2 separate regions of the Sus scrofa genome follow, and region 2 is linked to region 1. A link is a contact called in public targeted proximity ligation data. All regions are on one chromosome and are shown on one strand. The core of a region is the stretch at or near the end of the contact, and the rest is flanking DNA. Distances in the headings are between cores, read along the strand shown. Region 1 overlaps MKL1 (MKL/myocardin-like protein 1). Region 2 overlaps MKL1 (MKL/myocardin-like protein 1).

Region 1 (4,676 bases), core at 834-3,333:
TCATCATATAAATTCTGTAAGTAATTGGAAAATTACTTTTTTTTCTGTTGAAGTAATTCCTATTTAGCTTCTTGATATTTTAAAAATTAACTTTCAGTGTTTGTATAACACTTAATTGACATTATGACCCAAAAAAGGTAAATTCTGATTAAAATAATTTTTAAATGAAAAAAATTTTTTCTAGAAGCTTTAGGGAACAGAGAGGTGATTAGAAATTAGAAATTTGGTAAAATGGGTTAAAAATACACACACAATCTGAAAATTCTAATGTTTATGTGTAAAATTCATGAGTATTTAAGAAAAAAAAACAACCCAGTAATGTCTTGGCCTTAAATCCTAGGTGATATAAAATTGTATTTTTCTCAAAAGATATTAAAAGGATATTTAAAAATAAATTTTGGTAAAGGTTACAGCAAAATTCTTTCCTTTCTGTAGATGGCTGAGATACATAAAATTAAAACTTCATGCAGCATAATGAGGTGTGAAAGCTACAAGTCTATCACAGCTGAAACTGTTGAAGGGTTAAAATTCTCAACAGCAAATACAAAAAAGAAAAGCTAGTATATTATAATCCAGTAGCCCAAGGACTGTAGGATTTTCCCACTCACCATCTCCCCAGGTTTAGGAAAGACATCTCCAAAGTAAATGGATAAGTAACTATCAGAGAGGTCCTGTTAGATGAATTGCAACTTTGTATTTCCTTAAGTTTGCGTGATCAAATTTGCCAGTGAAACATTTCATTACTGCAGGTTTTGCACAAAATTTTACGAAACAAACCTGCACTAAGTTAAAGCAGAACTGAAATCAATGCCTCTTCTGACCACTTCAGGAATGATTTCTGTGTTTTCCTATCATAGAATCCTTTTTATTTAGACATCTGGCTCCTTCAACACACACCATGGGTCAGAGGGGACATTCCAGCTCCAACACTAAAATGCAAGTCTAATGCAAAGTGATCAATTACCCAGTTACCACATACACCATCCTTCCAGCATAATTCTGAGTGATGCAGAGTGCCACTCTTTTCAGCAGGATGCTTATTTTTAAAATGTCTTGGATACTTGTGGCTTCCTTTCTCCTGCATGTTCAGATCATCCCCGTATTAATAATACCCCTCCCTAAGAAGTCTCACCCTAGGCAGTTGTTTTAGAAAAGTGCATTAGGCTTGTCTGACACACTGTGTGATCCACAAGCAAGACCCCTCTTTCTCTGGCTCTTCTGACTCTCTGGGGCATGAAAACAGCCAGAACTACAGCAACAGCTGGGGATCATTAAACTGACAGAAATAGCTTAGGAGACTCCATTGGTGTGTTGAGTGGGGGGAGGAGAGGCTCAGTATCAGATTTAAAAGAAATCAAAAGGGCAACAGGAAAGGGGGTGGGGATAAGGTGAAGCCTAACTAGAGTCACACCCAAATTTCCTTTACACAGCCGAAGGGATGCACTGAAGCAAAGGAAGGGACAGGTGACTGCAGCCTAACTTGCCTAGCCCCAATCTACTCTCGGATGGAAGGTTTAGTCAAACCTAAAAATGTAGGTCAATGAAGACAGGCTGGGGGAGGGGTGGGAGAGGAGCTGTGGCATTGCAAAGGCTAACCCTGGGTTATCCCCAGCCTGGAGGAATTACTTAGAGGATCTGAGTCAATTCTGGGGCTGTGCAGACAATAAAAATCAACTCCAAGATGGGGTAGGGGCAAGGGGAATGAGAATATATGCCGACTTCTCAGTGGACTCAGAGACCAAACCAATCCCAAGGCATCCCCTTGACTGGGGAGGACCAAAGACTAGATGAAACGCAGGCTCTCGGGCTGTTCATGCCAGAGCACAGCCACCAATGTTAGCTTTGGAACCTGGCAGGCCTCCGAAGGTCAGTACAGGAATGTGCCATCTGCCTGGCCCACTGCCCGAGTGGGTTCAGCACATATCTGAATGCTCTAGAGGAGCTTTAGTCAGATCACCCCATGTGAGTGGGTCTGCATATCCTGATCTATGCCTTCAAGTCTGGTTACTCCCAGGATCCTAGGGTAGGAACCCTCTCCATTCCCACACTTGCTAGGTTGTCCTTAAGTATCATTAAGGCCTCTCCCACCAAGACATTTTCTTTATAACTCATCTTAAAGGAATGCAGTTTCAGACAGTTCCCCACCTGCAAGCCTGAACAGGAAATGATTCGATTGCAGATATTATGACTGCAACTCTCTTTGGCAAGAGTGTTTAGTAACTGTGAGATTTCATGAACTTCAGCTGAACATTTTATTTGATGCAGCTAATGATTTACTAGAGAAGGCTCCAGGTCGACACCTGTTTTCAACAAAGAGCAACCACTGCACTAGCCTCCTTCTAGAATGGCTCGCTCCTTTTCTAACCCACAACCCGTGCAGGAAAATCTCCTAAAGTCTATTTCCAAACCTCATTTTCTAAAATGAGTCCAAAAACCTTATAACGGTTCATTCTGAATGTTTTAAGTTAGTGTCAAGAAGGGTAGAGGATACACAAAAATAAACAGATTTATAGTTTACACGCACACACACACACACAATCACACAGTTCATGTTAAGACTGTATAATATCAAAGAGGATCTATTTTAACCAAACTACTATGACTATAATCACTCCTCAGTGTGTGCAGCCTTGGTGGGAGTACATTGCATCCATACATTTCTCAGTAACCTTTAAGACAGTAAATTCTTCACCTAAAATACAAAAAACTAGTGTCGTAAATATAATCCACCACTTATTTTGTACATGCCTTGGTAAAAAGTAAAAGGTAGGAAGTGAGAAGGAAGGTAGCCCTAGACATTTATCACACTTTACAGAGCTACTTTCACACATATGATGCTATCTGACCCTGTGAGTTAGGACAGCAGATATTATACCCACCACACAATGAAAGAAACTGGTTTTCTAAGCTTAGAGCCACTTGTTCCAAGATCCCTACTGGCAAGATCAAACCAAGAACTTCAGGTTCTTGACTCTGAGCTCAGTGCTGAGTCCTAGCTTCCTACCACAAAAAGGCTTCTGCCCTCAAGGAATTAATCAATGGCACCAATGGCACCAAATGCCTTGGCTAGTGTTTCTCAGATGTACCAAGTTTCTTCCAGGTAAGAATTTTCACCAATCTCCTGGCCCAACATCATATCCTAAATCTAATGCAAGATATTATGTGAAAAGGCTATTTATTAATATCACTGACAATTAAAAGATGCAAGTTTGTTTTGAAGGCTGTAATTATTAATATGAGACTGAATAAAACTGAATAGGGGAGTTCCCGTCGAGGCGCAGTGGTTAACGAATCCGACTAGGAACCATGAGGTTGCGGGTTCGGTCCCTGCCCTTGCTCAGTGGGTTAACGATCCGGCGTTGCCGTGAGCTGTGGTGTAGGTTGCAGACGCGGCTCGGATCCCGCGTTGCTGTGGCTCTGGCGTAGGCCGGTGGCTACAGCTCCGATTCGACCCCTAGCCTGGGAACCTCCATATGCCGAGGGAGCGGCCCAAGAAATAGCAACAACAACAACAAAAAAGACAAAAGACAAAAAAAAAAAAAAAAAACTGAATAGGACAGGGTGCTGAAAATATATCTGTCGGTTTGGAATAAATACCACATTTTGCTATGGGCATGATACTGCCCTCTAGTGCACAGTAACCTCAGTGGACTCAGCTAATGCATATTAACCACCTACTATGTATGTGTGCACTTTGCTAAGCACTTTGGAAGGGAAGAAAAAGAGAAAAGGTTAAGCCTATCACACACATAAAAACTATATAAGCTCCCTTCAAGGAATTTATAAATATAATGGAGACTATAAGAAATGTAAAACCAAACAGACAAACAAACAAAAGACATGCAAAACAAAATCACTGCAATCGAAGGCAGTATTCTAAGTGTTTTAAGAATTTGCTGGGGGAGTTCCTGTTGTGGCTCAATCCCTGGCCTTACTCAGTGGATTAAGGATCTGACGTTGCCATGAGCTGCAGTGTAGGTCACAGAGGAGGCTTGGATTCCGCATTGCTGTGGCTGTGGCATAAGCTGGCAGCTGCAGCTCCAATTCAACCTCTAGCCTCGGAACGTCCATGGGCCACAGGTGTGGCCCTTAAAAAAAAAAAAAAAAGAGTTTGCAGGTAATAAGTCACTTGAGTACAAAGAGGATATATAAGCTTCATTAGAGCAGCAGCATATAAACCATCTTTGAAGGACTGCATAAACTAAAGATGAGCAGCATTAGCCAAGACCTGGAGGTAGGAAATACTAAAAGGCTAAGAACATAACCACTACACTCCAATTTAGCTGCATCATTAAGAGTGTTAAACGGAGTAGTGGAAGAGAGCTGGAGAGGCTGTCTAAGGTCAGAATGTTTAGAGTCTAGAACTCTGCTATCCAATATGGCAGCCACTTGCCATCTATGCCATTTAAATTTAGTTAAAATTAAATAAAACTGAAAATTCATTTTCCCAGTCACTCTAGCCACCTTTCAAATCTCCATAACTACATGTGTCCAGTGGCTACCAGAGTGAACAGGACAGCGATAGGACTGAGCAATGCTGGACCAGAAGACTATATTAAACCACAAATGTATCAGTCTTTCAAGGCTGATCAATCTTTCAAACTCGCTCCCCCTAAAAAATGCAGGTCTGATCCTTGCCAAAATCTAATAATACAGAAAACCACAAAATCTAATAA
Region 2 (4,211 bases), core at 88-2,587, 39 kb before region 1:
GGCTGACCCTGGAGACATGCCCGACTGGAAGGAAGAGGACCCGCAACGTAATAGGCTCTGAAAATGCTCCTGGGAATCCTTGGGGAGGGAAGGTGCCTTACCCTGGCCCGCTCCAAGCTCCTTCTCTGCTCATGAAATGCAGCTGGACTTTTCAAAGCTGTTGGGAAAAGAATCATAAAAGATTACTTTATAGTGAAGCATGATGTCTACTTCCAATTTACAGTGGAGAAGGCGTCTTAAATTCAAGTTGATTTTAGCAGGACTCAGCACCAGCTGAAGTGAGGAAGAAAACGGCACCTGAGCAAGCACACAGCTCGGTGCTTCAGCTCCCCCTCGAAACAGTTCGGTTACTTTGTTCCCAGTGGAGAGTCCCTGCCTAAGCCTGGGCTCCAGAAAGAGCACCCATGGAATAGAACTGTAACAGAATCCTCCATGAGCAGGCAACCCTCCAAGAAGGCCTGCCGGGCCTCCCTTTACTCTCAGGAAGATGGGGACACGGAGCAGGGCTGCAAGCGGCGTCCACCTGCTCTCCCTCTTCAATCTCATCAGGAATCGCAAAGCAACCAAACGGTCTGAATGGGGCAATTAAACCAAAAAGACACACGTCTGCTTGGGTGCCATTTCCTTCTTCAGCTCAGCTGATATTAATAGTGCTGCTAAAATTAACCTGAATTTCACCTTGAAGGACTAAAAGAACTTCACAGGGACTCTATGGTTAACCCTGGTGCACACACCCAGTGCTGACCAGAAGGGCTCCCTGCAGCCCCCGCCCAAGACTCAGCTCTGTTCTGGGGCCGCAGTTCTCGACTCAGTAAACAGCACCGAGGTGGAGAGATCAAAGCAGAACCCTCTAAGGATGCAGCATCACGAAGAGAGCTTGTGTTAAAACTCAGCAGGACACCCTGAGGATGAGAGGGTAAGGGCCTGATTCACTTCAAGCAGGGAACAGCAGTAAGGAGGAATTTATAAGATCATGGTCAGTTTCACTTCTGCTGCTTGAGAATTTCAGAGCAGCTGTGAAACTGTGGGGAGATAATTTTGCGGGGCTGCCGGCTGTGGTAGGAGTGCAGGGTAAGGAGACGCTATAAGTAGCATTGAGCACAGATAGGGCCCTATCCTGCCGGGGCCTCTGTGCTTCCTCCCCCAGCCCGCCCCGAGGGCTGGGCCTTACCAGGAGCAGTCTCACAAGAAAGCTCCAAATGTCCTGCAGTACTTTTTTTTTTAAACGTTTCGGGGTTTTTAGAACTTAGGGTAAAAAAACAATCATTTTAAAAGATCAGTTGAGAGCACCCCACCTTCTAACAGCAGGGGGAGCTCTAGATCTAAGAAATAATCTAAGGAAAACCAGCACCAGCTCCCTCCCCAGCCTACCAGAGCATTCCAAAGCACTACCCAGGCCAACCCAGCTCTAATCTGAAGGTCCTGGCCTCTCAGTGGGTAAGCAGACAGCCCCTGCACCTGCTTCTACTGAGTAGAGCTGGTTCAACTCCAAAATCGGTCTCCAAAAGCCCTGATATGCAGGGTGTGATGAACCAGCAGGGAATGAACAGGCAGCTTTGCTCTCAGAGAGTGGGAATGAGACTAAGAATCAGAGCCAACTCAGTGTCTGCCCCACCCCCACCCCCAGCCGCCCTTCTGCCTTATTTTTCTGCATAGCTCATACCATCTCACACTCTCTACGGTCATACTACAGATCTTTCTTATTTGGTTACATCTGAATAAGCTTGCTCCATCAGGGCACGGCCGGGTTTTGTCTACTTCTTTCCTTTCTGACAGACCCCCAAAGCCGAAAGTACCCAGCACGTAATTCATTCAATGAATTAATGAATATTCTATAAGGGACACAAAATGTACACTACTGACAGGAAAACTAGAGGATTCTGTGAGCTCTAAACGTCCATTTGAACTGCCAGAATTAGGCTCTCATCTGGGTCCAAAACGTCACAGAGGTCCCAGAGGGAGCATCAAGACCCCTGGGTTCTCGTCCTGGGCTCTGCCAGTCACCGCTGGCGTGACTCAGGGTAGGACCACTTTCTGGGTCTCATGTTCTTCTTCTGCAGAGTGAGCATTTGCTCCCTCCTGGGACTCTTCTGAGAATGAAAGCGCTCTGAAGCCGGCGGTGCTCACCAATGCATTTACTGCTGCTGTCATCAGACGCGGCAACGCGGTTGGGCCCTGGGCTAGATTCCCACACAGGCCGGCTGGTTTAGGCACCACAGCCACAGATTAGCTGACTAAAACACCAGCCAGCTTGCGGCCTCAACAACCTGCACTGGCTGTCCCAAGGAGGAAGGCACAGACCCAGTGTCTAGAAAAACAACTCCCGAAGCACAGAATTTCCTGATGGAAGGGGAGTGCATCATCCTCCTGTACGACAGGGGTGCCGCACCACGAATGGGACAAGTGACAGGTGGACTAGCTGTCGAGGATGTGACTTCCTCCTTGGCTGCACCGAGTTAAGGAACTTTTCATGTAATAGCGAGGAAGTCTGCTTCTATGGACGACACCATTCTTGATACTTTAAACGTGCTGTCTACTTGAATATTCCTAGTGATGCTGTGTGGCGGGTTATACCCCACTTTACAGATGGGGACAGGTTCAGAAAGGGTAGGAAAGGCAGCAAGTGGCAGAGTTAGGATCACAACCTAATTCCCTCTCATGCCCAAGTCGGAGTTTTTTCCTTCCTCTTGGTCGGTTTCTTCACCTCTTCAAAAAGTGGATAAGAATGACCTTATGGGGAGACAAGAAGGCTTCAAGTACACACACTGCTGAGACGCAGGGCTGAGGGCAGGCGCTGTGGGAAGGCCAGCTCGACCACAGCACTGAGCACAGACAGGTTTGAGGAAGGCTCAGAAGACAAGTGCAAAGTAACGGCAGGTACACGAAGCCATGATGGGAAACCTGGCTCACGTGGAGGGCAGGGCGCAGCCTGCAGCCGCAGACGCTGGGAGACAAGCCAGGAGGGGGACCCGCGAGAACCAGAGTGAAGACCAAGAGACGAACTCACGACAGTAACGACCAATCCCAAAGACTGTTTCGTCTTGTAACACCAACGTCATGGTCTCACCAAATCGTTTTAACAAGCACGAGGTAGGTAGCATAATTCTCCTTCTACGTGTGAGGACACTAACGCTGCAGTGACTGTGAGGTCATTTGCTGAGGGATGGACTCCAACCCAGGTCTGGTTCTGTGCTTCCGTCAGCTCTTGAAGAGCCTCTCACTTGGTGCCTCTTTCCCCACGCCCGATTCTGCTCTCTGAGAGCAAGTCAGCAATTTCAACAGCTACTTCCAACAGGTGGCGGGGCGCCCAGGTTCACGGGGTGGGGGGGGAGGCTGGGGCCAGGGCCAGTGCTCTGGGTAGACTGGGGTTTGGGGTGGAGAGGCTCCTATACAGGTCCAGCCAGCTTTGCTAAAAGCCGCAGCTGTGGAGGGGAACCTAAGGAAAAGATGAGGGTGATAAAGGTAAGGCCTGGGCTTTCCTGATGTAGAAGCAGGCGGCAGTACCCAGGCAAAATGCACAAGCTTCCCCACTGAGGGAGAGAGACACGAGGAAGCACAGCAAAGCAGAAAATAAGTTGGAACGTTCAGGCTTCGACTAGTTGTGGAAAATCCCCCAAGACTCTAAGTTAACCCATGAGCATGTGTCCGAGCCGGGGGCGGGGGGCTGCATTCACTTTGGACTCTCGGCCCCCTGCCCTCTGCTGCCTTAATGGCTTTGCCAGAAGGACCAGGGTACTACTTGCTCAGAAATTTCATTTTCCCAGAAACTCCAAGAAGGCAGTCTCTGAAAGAGAAGCTCCTGTAAATCAATGCAAACCCAAGAAGCATGCATGTTGTTTCTGAGAATATACATTCTTGGGGTCAGAGGGCACTGAAACCTGATCCTTTACTCCCACCCTCCCGGAGCTGGTTTCGCTGGAAGGCTTGCAACAGCTTTGTGTGAACACAGGGAGGTTATGCAAACGCGCACTGAAAGGAAAACTAACCAAGCCCCCCACAGAAATCAAATGAACCCAAGTAGCTAAGGGGTGTGGCACTTCTCATCACAGTTTCAGTTCTGGATGGGGGCCCCGCCCCTGGCTGGCTCTAACCACCAATTCATGTTCTGTCCCCTCTCTCCTGTGCCCATCTTTTTCCTCTTACATGTCTGCTGTCTTAAATAAGGTCATTTGTGAACTAAAAACTGTTTCGATTTCCTTTTTAAAAATACC

Evidence for each region.
Region 2: a targeted proximity ligation map of skeletal muscle shows a contact between it and region 1. A contact is called at or near these places in 1 of 5 promoter capture datasets (liver), 20 of 47 Hi-C or Micro-C datasets (alveolar macrophages, blood, embryonic fibroblasts and 9 more) and 2 of 2 datasets of targeted methods (alveolar macrophages and skeletal muscle).

The regions. Positions count from the first base shown.
Region 1 is chr5:7,914,793-7,919,468 of Sscrofa11.1, reverse strand. All of the region lies in intron 4 of MKL1 (MKL/myocardin-like protein 1), which reads right to left. Among named protein-coding and RNA genes, the nearest start is that of SGSM3, 100 kb to the left of the region's middle.
Region 2 is chr5:7,953,432-7,957,642 of Sscrofa11.1, reverse strand. MKL1 (MKL/myocardin-like protein 1) reads right to left here. Exons shown (of 16, transcript XM_021092835.1): 6 at 102-157. Among named protein-coding and RNA genes, the nearest start is that of SGSM3, 62 kb to the left of the region's middle.